2 separate regions of the Triticum aestivum genome follow, and region 2 is linked to region 1. A link is a contact called in public Hi-C data. All regions are on one chromosome and are shown on one strand. The core of a region is the stretch at or near the end of the contact, and the rest is flanking DNA. Distances in the headings are between cores, read along the strand shown.

Region 1 (6,835 bases), core at 3,188-5,687:
GAAAGCAAGGCATCACGCAGCAGGTCACCTGGGAAGAGGCGTTCCAGAGAAAGCTATGCTCACAGCCGCAGTTCATGCTCGAGGTCCGTCTCCAGGGAACGCTCAACCTCAGCAAGCACCTGATGTTTTACGAAGCGCCAGGCCACCGTATTTCCGTTGTAATGTTGGAATTTTAGTAACTTGGATGTTTGTAAACAGTGTGGATGGTATGATCGTGCACCTAGTGAAGCAGCTGTATTTCGTCATGGTTCTGGACTTGCATGCCATATGCATGCTAAACGCTGTACTTTATACTTCTGTTTTCAGTATGGTTGGCAGTTTACATCATGGATTTGGCTAAAGGACTATGTTCTGCTGATCTGCTTTGTTGTGTTTTCTGTGTTTTAAGGTATCTGCTCCTTCTCCAAGGATAGTTTTGTACTATGTTCTGCTGATCTGCTTTGTTGCCATACTATGTTCTGTGTCTTAAGAATGCTCTCTGGATATATTTTGAAAACAATGAAGTATATGAAGCATGAGGCAAAATATTTTATAAGAAGAGAAATCTATTGGATTGAAGTGCCATTTTTGACAAAATATGCATATATTTGTTCCAGCGTCCAATGTAAAATATGTCAATGCTACAAAAAATGCGTAACATGACCGTCTATGCCCGCACAAAAATAAGTGGAACAGATTGACATGCATGATTGGCGGCATGGTTCCACAAATAAATTAGTGCATAAATTGTAACTTACGATCAGACTTGATGATGCGGCATAGTTCCATGAAGAGAAAAAATAGATAGTGGGCTGCATCTGTTTAAGAATAGAGGATTTATAGCAATACAACAAAGGAAAATGCAGAAATTTTCCTATGGATTGCTTTATTCTATAAGAATTTCATAGGAATATTGGTGAGTCATTTCTTTGTTTCAGATGACCCAGTCTGGATTTTTCTATAGGAATACTGCAATTTTCCTTTATTTCAAATGCCCTAAGAGTCTCTTTAGATTATAGGATTTGTGTTGTAGTATTTGAATTTTAAGAATTCTTCTTGAAAGTCCATTGCCTAATAGGATTAGGTTACCAAATTTCTATGAAATTCATTCGTATAGCTTCCATACTATAAGATCTCAGTATGAACTCGAACATCATTTTGTTATTCTTTGAATAGTCGAATACACTTTCACTCTATTTTTCTCCACCCTCTCCTCAATCCTCTGAAATTGCTTCCTGTGCAAAAGCATATATTGCAGAATTTCTGAGTTCTGAATATCTTTCTCTACCTTCTCTCCTCAACCCTCTTAAATTCCTTCCTAGCAAAAGCTTATATATAAGAGTTTCTGTGTTATGCAGAATCTCATGATAAGTTATTCTGAATCATGTAAAATTTCACAGCAAGTGACATCTCAATCTTCAGTTCTTCTATTTCAACGTAATAAATCACTGCTTCCTGCAATCCATAGAGCCTATAACAGCCCGTTCACCATACAGATCCAAAGATAAGAGAAGGTGGAAAATCACAACCAGTAAAGCTGAGGCCAAGCCGCAGTAAAATTTCAAGATATTCGTGGGTTCAGATGGTGGAAAATCACAACCAGTAAATCATAACATTGTGCAGATTGTTTCACAGATGGTACAACAACTAATCCAATACTGTTCGTAGAACAGCAATACAGTGGGCAAAGCTCAAGAACAGAAAAATGCCATTACAACTGGGCACATTATTACAAAAATGCGTGTCCGAGCCATGTCAAAATGGTGTAGTACACAAAGATATCCATGTTGGCCAGATGAACAGCTTACCCCAAAATGTTGCCCCTAAGATACGAAGGCAGTTCAGAGTGGGTCGCTTTTACTTGAGCTTTCAGTCCCGTAATTGGCACTGTAAGGTGGAATGTCCCTATACCGCATCGTGGGTTTCACTGGCATCAAACATGTATGTACAGTCAAACTGGTGGTGGTCTTTTTAGCTTCCGACTGACGGATAGAGGGGAATTACTGAGTGAGGACAATCTGTCCTTGCCCCAGCCAGAGAGTAGTATGCCAGAATCTGTGCCTGACCCTCTGGGCAAGGCTCATCTTGATTTGGTGCAATAAACTCAATGTTCCAGAAGGGGCGTACCATTGCCATGAGATCGGTGCCGGTAGGAGATGCCTTGTATCCCTGCACCCAAAGATATCTGAGTGACTTCAGCTGTAAGGCTGCAACTGCCAATGCACGTTCACTAAAGCAGCAACTCCTTAGCTCCAATTTCTGCAAGCTTGGGCATCCTCGTGCAAATGCCAGCAGTCCATCATCAGATCCCCCAGCATTCCCAAGCAACATGTAGCGGACAGTCTTGCCAAATTCGCCAACATAAGAAAGGCCAATATCTGATAGAGCTCCAGGTCTCACATAAAATGCAAACCTCCGGAGTTTGGTGCAACCTCTCAGCAAAGCCCGAACCCCGTTGTCAAGGGGCAGTTCAGTTATATGCACCTCTCTATCAAGCAGGACAAGTCGGAAATCGTTCAGGTTTTTGCTGAACGCACCAATGGCCTCAAGAGCTGCATTTGTAATGTCAGACACATGTACTGCCCAGTACTCCAAATCAGGACAGCCTTCAGCTACAGCCATCAATCCTACTTGTGTCACTCTACCCTGTTCGTCCTCAAGACCTCCTTGGTCATCGTCTCCTCTCTCGACTCTGAGTCGCTGTAATTTCTTGCAGGTCCGCGCAACAACTTCTAACCCTCGGTCTCCTATCACATCCCTCACCTGTTGGAAGACAAATTATCAACAAAACACGTTTGAGATAGCATATTCACTATCAGACTTCCAGACAGGAAAGATGGCAAAAACATTTAAAATAATTTGCCAGGACATACCTCCAAAACTTCTAGATTTGGGCATCGCTGGACTAATTGACAGTGATCCTCTGTGGTAAGGAACGTAAACTGAAGGTCTAACTTCTTGAGTGTGGCACCATATGGAAATAATATCTGCATCTCATTTGTTCCCATGTAGAGCAAACTCAAGCGCTGTACCGAAGGAGGGAAATAGTAGTTAGCATAATTCCCACCTTGATCTTGATCATCAAAGGAACCACCAGCAAAGTCTTGTAGTGTTTCTGCTGTACGGAACAGGTCGACCAGGTCAGACATGAAACAGTCGCTAATCTTGAGAGTTTTCAGCCTTCGGCAATTTCGCACAAGAAGGAAAAGATATGCTGGGGATGCCCTGAGATCCGTCAGAAAGAAATTCAGCGTCTCAAGGACAGTATTGCTGGTAGCAAGCTCGCGGAGCCATTCATCATTTTCTTTCTCAGCAACAGAACTTTCTTCAAGAAACAACGTTTCCAGTTTCCTGAACATGACAAGAAATATGATTAATTTAAACAAGTAACCTATGAATGTATGCTCTTACATTCTTACTAAACTTCTACAACAGCATTTTGATAATCTGCTTTTCAAAACTATCTCCACCAAGTATCATAGTTCTCTATGAAAGTATAAACAACTAAGCAAAGTCCCCAACTCAGTAAGGCAGTTAAAGTCCACATTTCCTAATTTCTGCTCCAAAGCTAGAATTATTCCCAAATTACAAAGAGTAGCATGATGTTTTACATCAAGAAAAGGTGAGACGTTACACTTACTTTTCCCCTTTCGAAATGAACAAAAGAACATCTTATCTATACTCGCTTTACAAACATCCCATCCACCAACCCTTTCCAAATAGAACAAAACACAATTTCTGAAGAGAAAAACTAACTAGAACAATTGAAACTAGAAATTAATTCGTAGGACAAGAAAGAGATACCGCAGTAATTAATAAACGAACTAATGCATGCATATCATTTGTGAACCGGAACAAGGAGGGGAGAAATTACTTGCAGCAGCGGGCGAGGAGAGCGAGGGAGGAGGTGGAGAAGCCGGAGCAGCGGTCAAGCTTGAGGGAGACGAGCATGTGGGCCTTGGCGCGCACGAGCACGGCGACGTCGTCGTCGGAGACAATCATCCGGCGGAGGTGCAGCACCTTGAGGAAGTGGAAGGAGGCGGAGAGCTCGCGGATCCAGGGCGAGGCGGAGCCGCCCCAGTCCTCGGGGATGAGGTTGAACATGGAGGCGCGGGGCTTGGCCTTGAGCTTGAGCGACTCGAGGCAGGGGAAGCGGCGGAAGAGGCGGTCGGGGGTGGTGGAGTAGGCCATGGCGACGGTGACGTGCTTGCGGCTGAGCGCGTCGACCTTGCACCAGTGGCGGCAGACGAGCGAGATGGCGTCGCGGTCCCAGGGGTCCTCCACGCACCCCATGACCAGCCCCAGCGCCACGTCCGGGATCCCGAAGCTCATGGTCCTCCCCAGGTGCCGCTCGTCGCCGCCCATCGCCGGGAGCCGACCCCCGATCTGCGCCCCGATCTGTCCCGCCGCGGATTTCAACGGGGGTGTGGGGTTGGGGGTGGGGTTGGGATGAGGGAGGCTGAGGGAGGGCGGGCGGGCGCGTGCGCCTGGGTGTAGAGTGGGAAAAGGAAAGGGGGTATGGGATGGGAATTGGGAAATTTTCAGGGGTTCTTCCCGTCGTCCGGACGACGCAAAAGCCTTTTTCTGCGGGTGGTGTGCGGCTGCGCGATGGGGGCGGCCTCTGCCCCCTTCCTCCTCTGGCCGTCGCGGGGGCTGCCAAATGGGACCCCCGACCCCCCCGGGGTAGATATTTTTTTCTCTCTCTGCCAATCTTATCTCTCCGTGCTGTGGTTGGTCGGGTTTTTCCTTCCTTTCCTTGGGCTAGGTCTAGGTATAGGGCTTTTACGGTTACCGCTGCCTGCGCGGGACAGATCCAGCGGCGGGCCGCTAGATTTGCAAATCTTATAAACACGGCAAATATCTATGCATGCCATGCATCTCTACTGCTGCAGCCTGCAGTGCTGCTACTGTTCCGTTATTAGGTCCGTACAGGGGTGTGGCTCAAATATTTTTTTTGACTGATATGTGAAGGACAAAAGAATAATACATACACACTACGCAACAATAGTAAACACAAGTGACATGAGCTATTGCTACTATCATTGTATTTTTCCCTAGCATGTTTAATTGTTATATTAATGAGCGCAAATTATTTCAATAAAATCTGCCTTTAAACACCTGATGAGTCGAGTCAGCTATAAGGCCCTTCCCAGTGTTTCACAGTGTGCACGTGCTAAGCAAGCAGCATAAGAAAAAAATATGACACGACACATCAATTAGGAAGAGAGAGAGCATTTTGGTGACCCAAAAAGAACCAATGTCAAGCACGCCAACCTAGACAATACACTTAAATGAAGGAAGCTTTGGTATTGTAGATGTTGATACTTTTTAATATAAATTTGATCAAACTTTGCAATGCTTGACTTGACACAAATCTAATACGTGAAGTAAAAATGACCGGAGGGAGTATAGTGGGAAGGTGCAAGCCATCATCTCTCTCCTCTTTAATTACCCCACCCCTAATGAGCTACTCCCTCTCTCTCAGTTTACAGGGCGTGCGTGTACCCCTAGGTCGTCAATTTGACCAACCTAATACAAGTCATATATTACAAAAAAATATCAATATAAACTTCAGATGTTCTATTTTCAAACGGTATAATTTTTGTGTTATATAGTTTATATTAGGGTGATAAAATTGGCAACCTAGGTATACGCGCGGGACTTGTAAACTGAGACAGAGGGAGTAGGTGCATGTAGAAAGTGAGTAGACCATGTGTTAAATGTTATTGGTCTTGATTACCATGTGATGAGAGATAACCATATTTTCTACTTTAAAGTGCATTAAAATAGAAATACACTCTTTTGTGGACAAATTTTGAATGTCAAACATACACTTATTCGTGGACTGAAGGAGTATAAATTGGGGACTTGAGTTGCTAAGCTATTTAGTGCACTTAGCACCTCATCTAATAAGCACCTTTGTGTTGGAAAAGACCTAAAACATCATGTGTAAACAAAGCCAAGATGCATTTGTCAAAAGGGTATCTATTTTAGGCACCTTCATCGATGAAATATCTTATCTTGCGTAGTAGAGGATTTCTTTGGCTAAAATTGATCGGTACAGATGCTTGAAGTGGGACGATGAAATGCGACCATTACCGCAGAAGGCGTGACGCAATTAACATCTTCTAGGTCGACACATCCGTCATATTGGGGTAGGAATACCTAGCAGCAGTAGTGGATAACTTCTTTGAATTCTTCATAGTTCGGGGCGAGATCATGCATACACTTTAGATCTTGCGTGTTGGATATCCCCAACCTATATTTGGCTCACCTCGAGACACCGATAACGGAGGAGGACATGTGGGCAGTAGTCAAAGCTTTGCTGCCGGATAAGTAGTCGGGGCCTAAAGGTTTTACCGACAATTTTACATGGCTTGCTACGAGGGTAATTAGTTGTGATATCATGCGCGCAACGGATGCATTCTGGAAGGGCACATGCATGGTTTCAGCGGCATTAATAGGAAATTGGTTGTCTTGCTACCCAAGAAAGAAGGAGTTGTGGAATCTAGCTATTATCGGTCGGAAGGCCTGGTTCATGGGCTGGTGAGATATGTGGCAAGGCTTTGGTGAATCGCCTCTTCACATAATTGTCGCGCTTGTTGGGCACATATTAGAGCGCCTTCGTGCGTGGAAAAGCACTTCATGACAATTTATGCTGCTTCAGGGGACTGCTAGAAGGCTAAACACACTTAAGAACCCCGCATGCCTGAACAAGTTAGACATTTCGACATCATTCGACAATGTGGATTGGGCTTTCCTCCTTCATGTGCTGAATAGGATGGGCTTTGGGCACGTTTGGACTTCCTGGATATGTGGCATGCTATCTTATGCATCTACCAGGGTACTCGTTAAT
Region 2 (6,904 bases), core at 1,934-4,433, 670 kb after region 1:
TAAGAAACACCATAATAATTACCTAGGAAATGCTGTCTGCCTCAGCCTCTCCAATCGCATCTGAAAATTGCACAAAACGGACTTCATAAATTGTTTTTGAAATAATAACAAGTACTAATAGAGGAGGAATCAAAGACTAACAAAACACTGTACCAAATAATAAATAATTACTTATCTACTGTAACTACTGCTTAGTACTCCCTCCGTCTGAAAAAGCTTGTCCCTCAAATGAATGTATCTAGCACCAAGTTAGTGCTAGATACATCCATTTGAGGGACAAACTTGGGACAAGCTTTTTCGGACGGAGGGAGTATGTGCAGAGGAATGGGCTTGAGAGAAACATTTGTTCTAAACAGGTTTACCACTTATTTTTACTACACCCAGCATACTCACTACTGTCTGCTTCATTAAAGTGATTCCAAGTACTCCCTCCGTCCGAAAAAGCTTGTCCCTCAAATGGATGTATCTAGCACCAAGTTAGTGCTAGATACATCCATTTGAGGGACAAGCTTGGGACAAACTTTTTCGGACGGAGGGAGTAGTTGTTTTCTTCTTCGAGAAACTATGGCAGACGCGCTGCCTCTCATTTAGAGAGAATAACAGTTAAGGAAGTTTGTTACAAGCGACCACTTGTAAGGTAAAATGAGACTAGTTAACATAATCATGCTGTTACACTTAGACCATGCATTCACTTGCCGGCTCTCGTAGCAAGGCTTCAACTGAGACATCCAGCTGGTGCTTTCAAATTCTAACAGAACAACTTTGAAATAAATGGTGAGAGCACCAATGATGAAAGTGTCAGGTGAACGGCTGATTAGTGGTAGGCAGGTGGCACACCAGATTGTGTGACTACAAGGAATGCATCAGGATTCCTGGAGTTCTACTTCCACGGATTTCATGGATAGCATGGTTTCACACCTTTTCTTTGTTGGTTCAATGTTTGAAATTTAAATCCATCTTTGGTATAAAAGATTGAATTCCATCATGTGAGGTCATTTTATATTTATAAATTATTGACTTGCCCCCCTAATCTAAGAGATTAAATTACCCCGGTTACAGAAGTACAGAATTAGCATATTGTTGTACACAATTCATACAAGCGCTAGATAGACCTATCATCAACATAGGTGGATCTGTAAGCATGCTTCTATAGTAAATCTTCAACTATATCCTCCATGAGATTTTTAATTTTTTTTGCTTTAGGTCCATGAGATTTTTGAAAAAGAAAAGCTCACTCTATGCTTGTCATAGTAAAAGCAAAGGGGAAATACAGTGCGGAGTACAGATTAATAAGAGACTCAAGCATGATAGACTTTCTTAAATGGTGTGAAGAATCCTACAACTGTCAAAAACATATAATCCTAATCCCATGGAGCCTTTATCCAGCCTTAAGAAACAAAATGGTGTTAACATTTCTTTGTCTTGGTGTCTTGATTGGTGTGCCCCTACTTAAGCTACGGCTTTTAACATCAAAGGTGCCTTGATTGGAAACATGCAGGATTTTATTTTCCTTTTAATGGTATCGGTAAGTGTCGCTGCAAGCTATTGATTAACTGGAGGGGACAATCTATCTTGGTATTGCAGTGGATCAAGTATATAAACTGTCAAATTTCATTCATCTTTTGTCCATAACCCTTTATGCAATATGCTGCACTAACTGTTTACGGCAGTCACAGGCAACTCAATTCATGTCACTAGATAATGTCAAAGCCTCAACCATGGTAATGTTAAGGGTTTGTAACATCGGTGTCCTAACAACCTAATCATTCCTACGTGTTCACCTCACTGCCTGTTTAAACATGTATACTACTCCCTCCGTCCCATAATATAAGAGCGTTTTTGAAACTCCATCTCATAGTGTCAAAAACGCTCTTATATTATGGTACTCCCTCCGTCCGGAAATACTTGTCCGAGGAATAGATGTATCTAGATGTATTTTAGTTCTAGATACAACCATCTGTATCCATTTCTACGACAAGTATTTCCGGACGGAGGGAGTAGTACCTAAAGGATTTCAGCTTGGAATTACTAGTTCTTCCCACATATCTAGCATAGAAATAATCAAACAGCAAATTGCAATCAGCACTGCAAAATGTTCATGGATAGCTGTATGTACCTTGGTCAGCCTCCTCTGTGATTTCTTCTCCCTCCTCTTGCTCCTCCACCCCTTCCTCTTCACCGTCGTCCTCGCCATCGTCACCCTCATATTCATCAAAACCGGTGGTACCGTACCTCGAGTTGAGGTAGTCAATGGCGGCCGGGGTGAAGAAATGCTTGCGTGCGTCGAGGATGTCGTACAGGTTGAGAGTCCTGGGAGTTAGCATTTTGAGGGTGCCGATGTTCCTGCCGCTCAGCCGCACGTTATTATCAAGCTCCGTGGAGAAGAACATGGCCTTCTCCCTGGGGTCGAGCCCCCACCGCTGCAGCGCGGCCACGAAGTCCCTGGTCCGGGGGCCCGTCGCGAACTCCTCGTCGAACTCCTGGACGACGAAGGAGTCGTTGGCGACGGCGGCGCTGGCGAGCGCGGTGGAGATGGCGAGGCGCTTCTCCTTGCGGTTGATCTTGATGGTCCAGTCCCGGGGCTTGGGGCCGAAGATGACTCCACCGCCGGGGCGGAGCGGCGTACGGACCGACCCGCGCCGCGCCTTCCCGGTCTTCTTCTGGCCGTATGGCTTCCTCCCGCCGCCCCGGACCTCCCCGCGGGTGAGGGTGGAGGCCGTGCCCCGGCGCGCGTTCTGGCGGTCGGTGATGAGGGCGCGGTGCACGACGGCGCGCGCGGTGGAGGGCGGCGCGGCCTTGATGTCCAGGGCGACCTCCCCGACCTTCTCCCCGGTGAAGTTGATGACCGGGAGGGTGGTGGCCTCGGCCCGCAGCGCGCGGAGGATGGAGGCGGACGGCCTCCCCCTGACGGAGGCGTGCGGGAAGGAGGAGGAGGAGGAGGGGGAGGGGAGGAAGGAGACAGAGGAGGAGGAGAGGAAGGAGGAGGAAGAGGCGGAGAGCGAGAGCAGGAGGGGCGAGGCCACGGAGGAGACCGGCATTGTGGCGGCTCTACGGCGGCTGCGCTGCGCTGGGGGCGGACGGAGAAGGGGGAGGAGATGGCTCTGCCGCTGCAGCTGCCGCTTCTATCTCTTTATCCACACCACACCCGTTCGGCAGGAGTGTCTCCGTCCGTCGCGCACTGTCGACTGCGTCTTTTGACCCCGCCAAGTCAGCACTTCTTACCACTCCCTGAGCTAGCAGGTCCAAAAAACGAGGCTTGCTCCGGTGCACCCCCTAACTCAATTTTCTAGGGGTATTCTTGACCCCGTCATCTATTTTTTCTCCGGCCCGCCGCTGCCCATATCCAAGCCCCCGTAGCCCATATCCAAGCCCCGTATAATCCGTATGACCCATACGTATGTATACGGTGACATCCCAAAAAAAAGGATGACACGACCCCACGACCAGGTAGGACCTGCCGACGGCCGATCCATCAATCATGCAGCTCAATCAATCACGCAGCTCCATCATTCACGCAGCTCCTCCATCATTCTGGTGAGTTTCTGTAGGAATATCGGCGGCAGCGATCTTATCGCCGGCGATCTCGTCCGAGAGCGCGCACGGCACCGTCGTCAACCTCCAGCGCTCGCAGGTACCGCATCCCATTTCCCCACGTTTGTCTCGCTCGCGGCAGCATCAAACGAACTGCCGTTGTTTTCGTCGTAGTGGTTAACCTAGCGGGGCGGGCAACCTAGCTTTCTGGCGGTCCAGGCCATCGCAGATCTTGTTCTGGTAGTGCTGCTCGTCGTGATATACACAGTGATCACGCGGGCTAAAGTGGGTTTCTTCTTTCTAGGGTTAACCTAGCGTTGGTTGCCGTCGGTTGTGTGCACGACGGCTCCGTTATTTGATGCGGCGGCTTACCTAGGTATCCGGCGATCCAAAATAATCACGACTGATGCCGTGGGCTAGGAATCCGGCGGCGCATGTTATCACGGGTAGCGCTGCTTCTCGTGATCCAAAGTGATCACGTACTGGATTCGTGGGACGTACCTTAACGCCGCTTGGTGTGGAGAGGGGGGAGGATCCATGGGCCGATCAGAGGTCGTTGGCGTCGGTTGTGTGCACGATCTGAACGCCCTCGGTTGGGGCGCTCTCCGGTTGGTGTAGTTTATTTAACATCCGTGATCGTGCGCTAGGTGTTGTATATGTCAGCATTGATAATGTTTGCACATGTGATGATACATATTAATTGTTGTAGGAAATGGCGGACGATGAGTTAACTGATATGATGTATGACATGGAGTTTGGAGAACTGATGAAAGACTGGATAGAAGATTGGTCAGATGATGAAAATTCAGATCGTGGAGATAGGTCAGAGAATGGGAACGTATTGGAAGATCTTAATGTGAGTGGCATTATCATGTTGTAATTTTTTGGTGGCATCCGACAATATTATATTTTGAAAATTTATAGATGGATGAACATGATGATGGTCAGGAAAACAATGAGCATGATGATGGTGAGGAAAACAACTCGGAGATCTCGAATGAAGATTACATTAGTCAGGTATGGAAGTGGAATTTTTTGTTGGCATGCATGCAAATTGAATTAATCCTGGAATATTATATGATAAGTACTTATGTATTTGTGTTATATTTTTCAGCTCATTTCCGAATGTCATAATGCGTACGACTATTACGGTGAATCCGACGCGGAGACAGGCCTTGATGTCGAATCATTAGCTGCATCTGATTCTGGGGAGTCGCAATCGTCGGTCATCATGAGTGAGGTATGTATGTAATCAATGTTGTATGGAAGTAATGTTATACCATAGAAAACTGTTTTCATGGCTATGTTATGATTGTGTAGGTGACAGAAGTTGAGGGGAAAAAGAATGTCCAAGATACTGCTAGTGCAGATGATAAGAGGGATATGTTCATGCAGATAATACAAATGACTTTTACGTCTCACGAGGCTGCGTATGATTTCTACAACAGCTATGCTAGAGATAATGGTTTCAGCATTAGAAAGAATAGGGTCAGGTATAGCAAAACCGAGTCACGTCATATGCGTTATAGGCGGTTTGTTTGTTCCAGACAAGGAAAACGTGACAGCAGGTTGCTAACCGAGGAAGGACACAGCCGTAGGCTCAGACCCGAGACACGCTGCCACTGCGAAGCGCACCTGACCGTGAAGCTTGACCAAAAGCGTGGGGTTTGGTATGTTGATAGTTTTGAGGACAAGCATAGCCATATCTTGGCAGGACCGGACGAGGTACCTTTTCTTTGGTCCCACAGAAAAATCAAAGAGTACCAGAGAGCTGAGATACTGTCCATGGGAGCTGCAGGGATTAGAATTCACGACATGATGGATACCTTCATCAGCAAACATGTATGGTATGGCGGTGTTGGTTTTACCAGGCGTGAAATATACAACCTTTGCGCCAGGGAGAAGAGGAAGCTGCTTTCAAAAGGTGATGCTGCCACAGTCATAGGCATCATGGTCAGTAGGAAACAGAGGGATCCTAGCTTCTTTTTCGAGTACAAGCTAGACAAGGAAGGACATATGAATAGGATGTTCTGGTGTGACTCCCAGTCTCGTCATGACTATGAGGACTTCGGCGACGTGCTTGTATTTGACAGCACGTACAAGATGAACCGGTATGGTATGCCATTCATACCCTTTGTTGGTCTTAACAATCACCGGAAGACCACTGTTTTTGCTTGTGCCATAGTTTCGGACGAGACCGAAGAGACATATGTGTGGCTGCTGGAGACTTTTTTGAGGTCCATGTGTCAAAAGATGCCTATGAGTGTTATCACGGATGCCGACGCTGCGATGATCAAGGCAATTCGCCAAGTCTTGCCAGACGTGTGGCACCGTATATGTACGTGGCATATAGAAAAAAATATGAAGATTCACCTCAGTCACAAGTCCTTGAAGGAGTTCCGAACTCTTCTGTACTACAGCACGTCCACGGCCACGTTTGAGGAGAGATGGCACGCGTTTTCCAAAAGATGGCAGTCGGAAAAAACAGTAACATGGTTGAGACGGATGTATAAGAAGAGGAGACTGTGGGCCGCGGCTTATCTGACAGAGGGTTTTTGGCTTGGCATGAAAAGCAACCAGAGGAGTGAAAGTCTAAACTCATGCCTTCACCTCCACCTAGACGGTGAAATGACCCTGGTGGATATGATTTTGCACTATGAGAACGCCGTTGTACGTATCCGTGAGAATGAGGCACGAGATGATTGCACGGCCTCACAGAGTTTACCGGTGCCAGTTACTAGCTCGAGGGAACTTGAGATAGCTGCTTCTCACGTCTTCACTCCAGCAAACTTCTATATGTTGCAAGCTGATCTTAGGAAAATTGGTGGCATGGAGATTGTAGAAATAAAGCTCGGAGACGGATCACAGCAGTACATCGTGGCCTGGAAGAATAACCGGAAGAGCCGTTTTTGGGTGGAGTACACTCCAGTAAATTCCGCAGAAACTATAAGGTGCAGCTGCAGAAGAATGATTCGAAAGGGTCTACCTTGCAAGCACATATTCCATGTACTGAAGTACTTGAATATATCTGAAATACCAAAGTGTTTAGTTCTTGTGCGGTTCACGAAAGACGCAAGGTTGGGACTGCCCGCCAGGCGCACAAGCGATCTGTTGGGATTTGGATGGACTGGAGCAGCTGAAAGAATGAAATATAGCCAGGTCAGTGTGTTGGCTTCAGAAGCTATGCATGCAGCATGCAAACACCCAACTTTGTGGGATCAGTTACAGGAGAGTTTGAAGGCCGTGATAGCTAAGAGCCATGAGTATGATCAGCTAAAGGAAAATTTGAGTAAGAAAACGGCTGATCTTAGTACTTGTGCAATTGAATATGTAGATGATGGTGAAGGCAACATAGTTGAAGTTCATGATCCTA

What was found. A called contact is a pair of places that touch in the nucleus more often than the background predicts.
Region 2: a Hi-C map of an unstated tissue shows a contact between it and region 1, with 7 times the contacts expected there. The contact joins the promoter of LOC123097964 here to the promoter of LOC123097963 in region 1. A contact is called at or near these places in 2 of 5 Hi-C or Micro-C datasets (leaf and an unstated tissue) and 1 of 1 datasets of contacts at active chromatin or transcription factors (leaf).

The regions. Positions count from the first base shown.
Region 1 is chr4D:367,025,342-367,032,176 of IWGSC CS RefSeq v2.1, forward strand. LOC123097963 (coronatine-insensitive protein homolog 2) reads right to left here and starts at 4,438. Exons shown (of 3, transcript XM_044519826.1): 1 at 3,854-4,438; 2 at 2,853-3,330; 3 at 1,563-2,742. The coding sequence starts at 4,344. The coding sequence ends at 1,951.
Region 2 is chr4D:367,699,993-367,706,896 of IWGSC CS RefSeq v2.1, forward strand. LOC123097964 (50S ribosomal protein L4, chloroplastic) reads right to left here and starts at 3,184. Exons shown (of 2, transcript XM_044519827.1): 1 at 2,117-3,184; 2 at 1-60. The coding sequence starts at 3,038. The coding sequence ends at 23. LOC123100050 (protein FAR-RED ELONGATED HYPOCOTYL 3-like) reads left to right here and starts at 6,113. Exons shown (of 2, transcript XM_044522043.1): 1 at 6,113-6,904. The coding sequence starts at 6,160.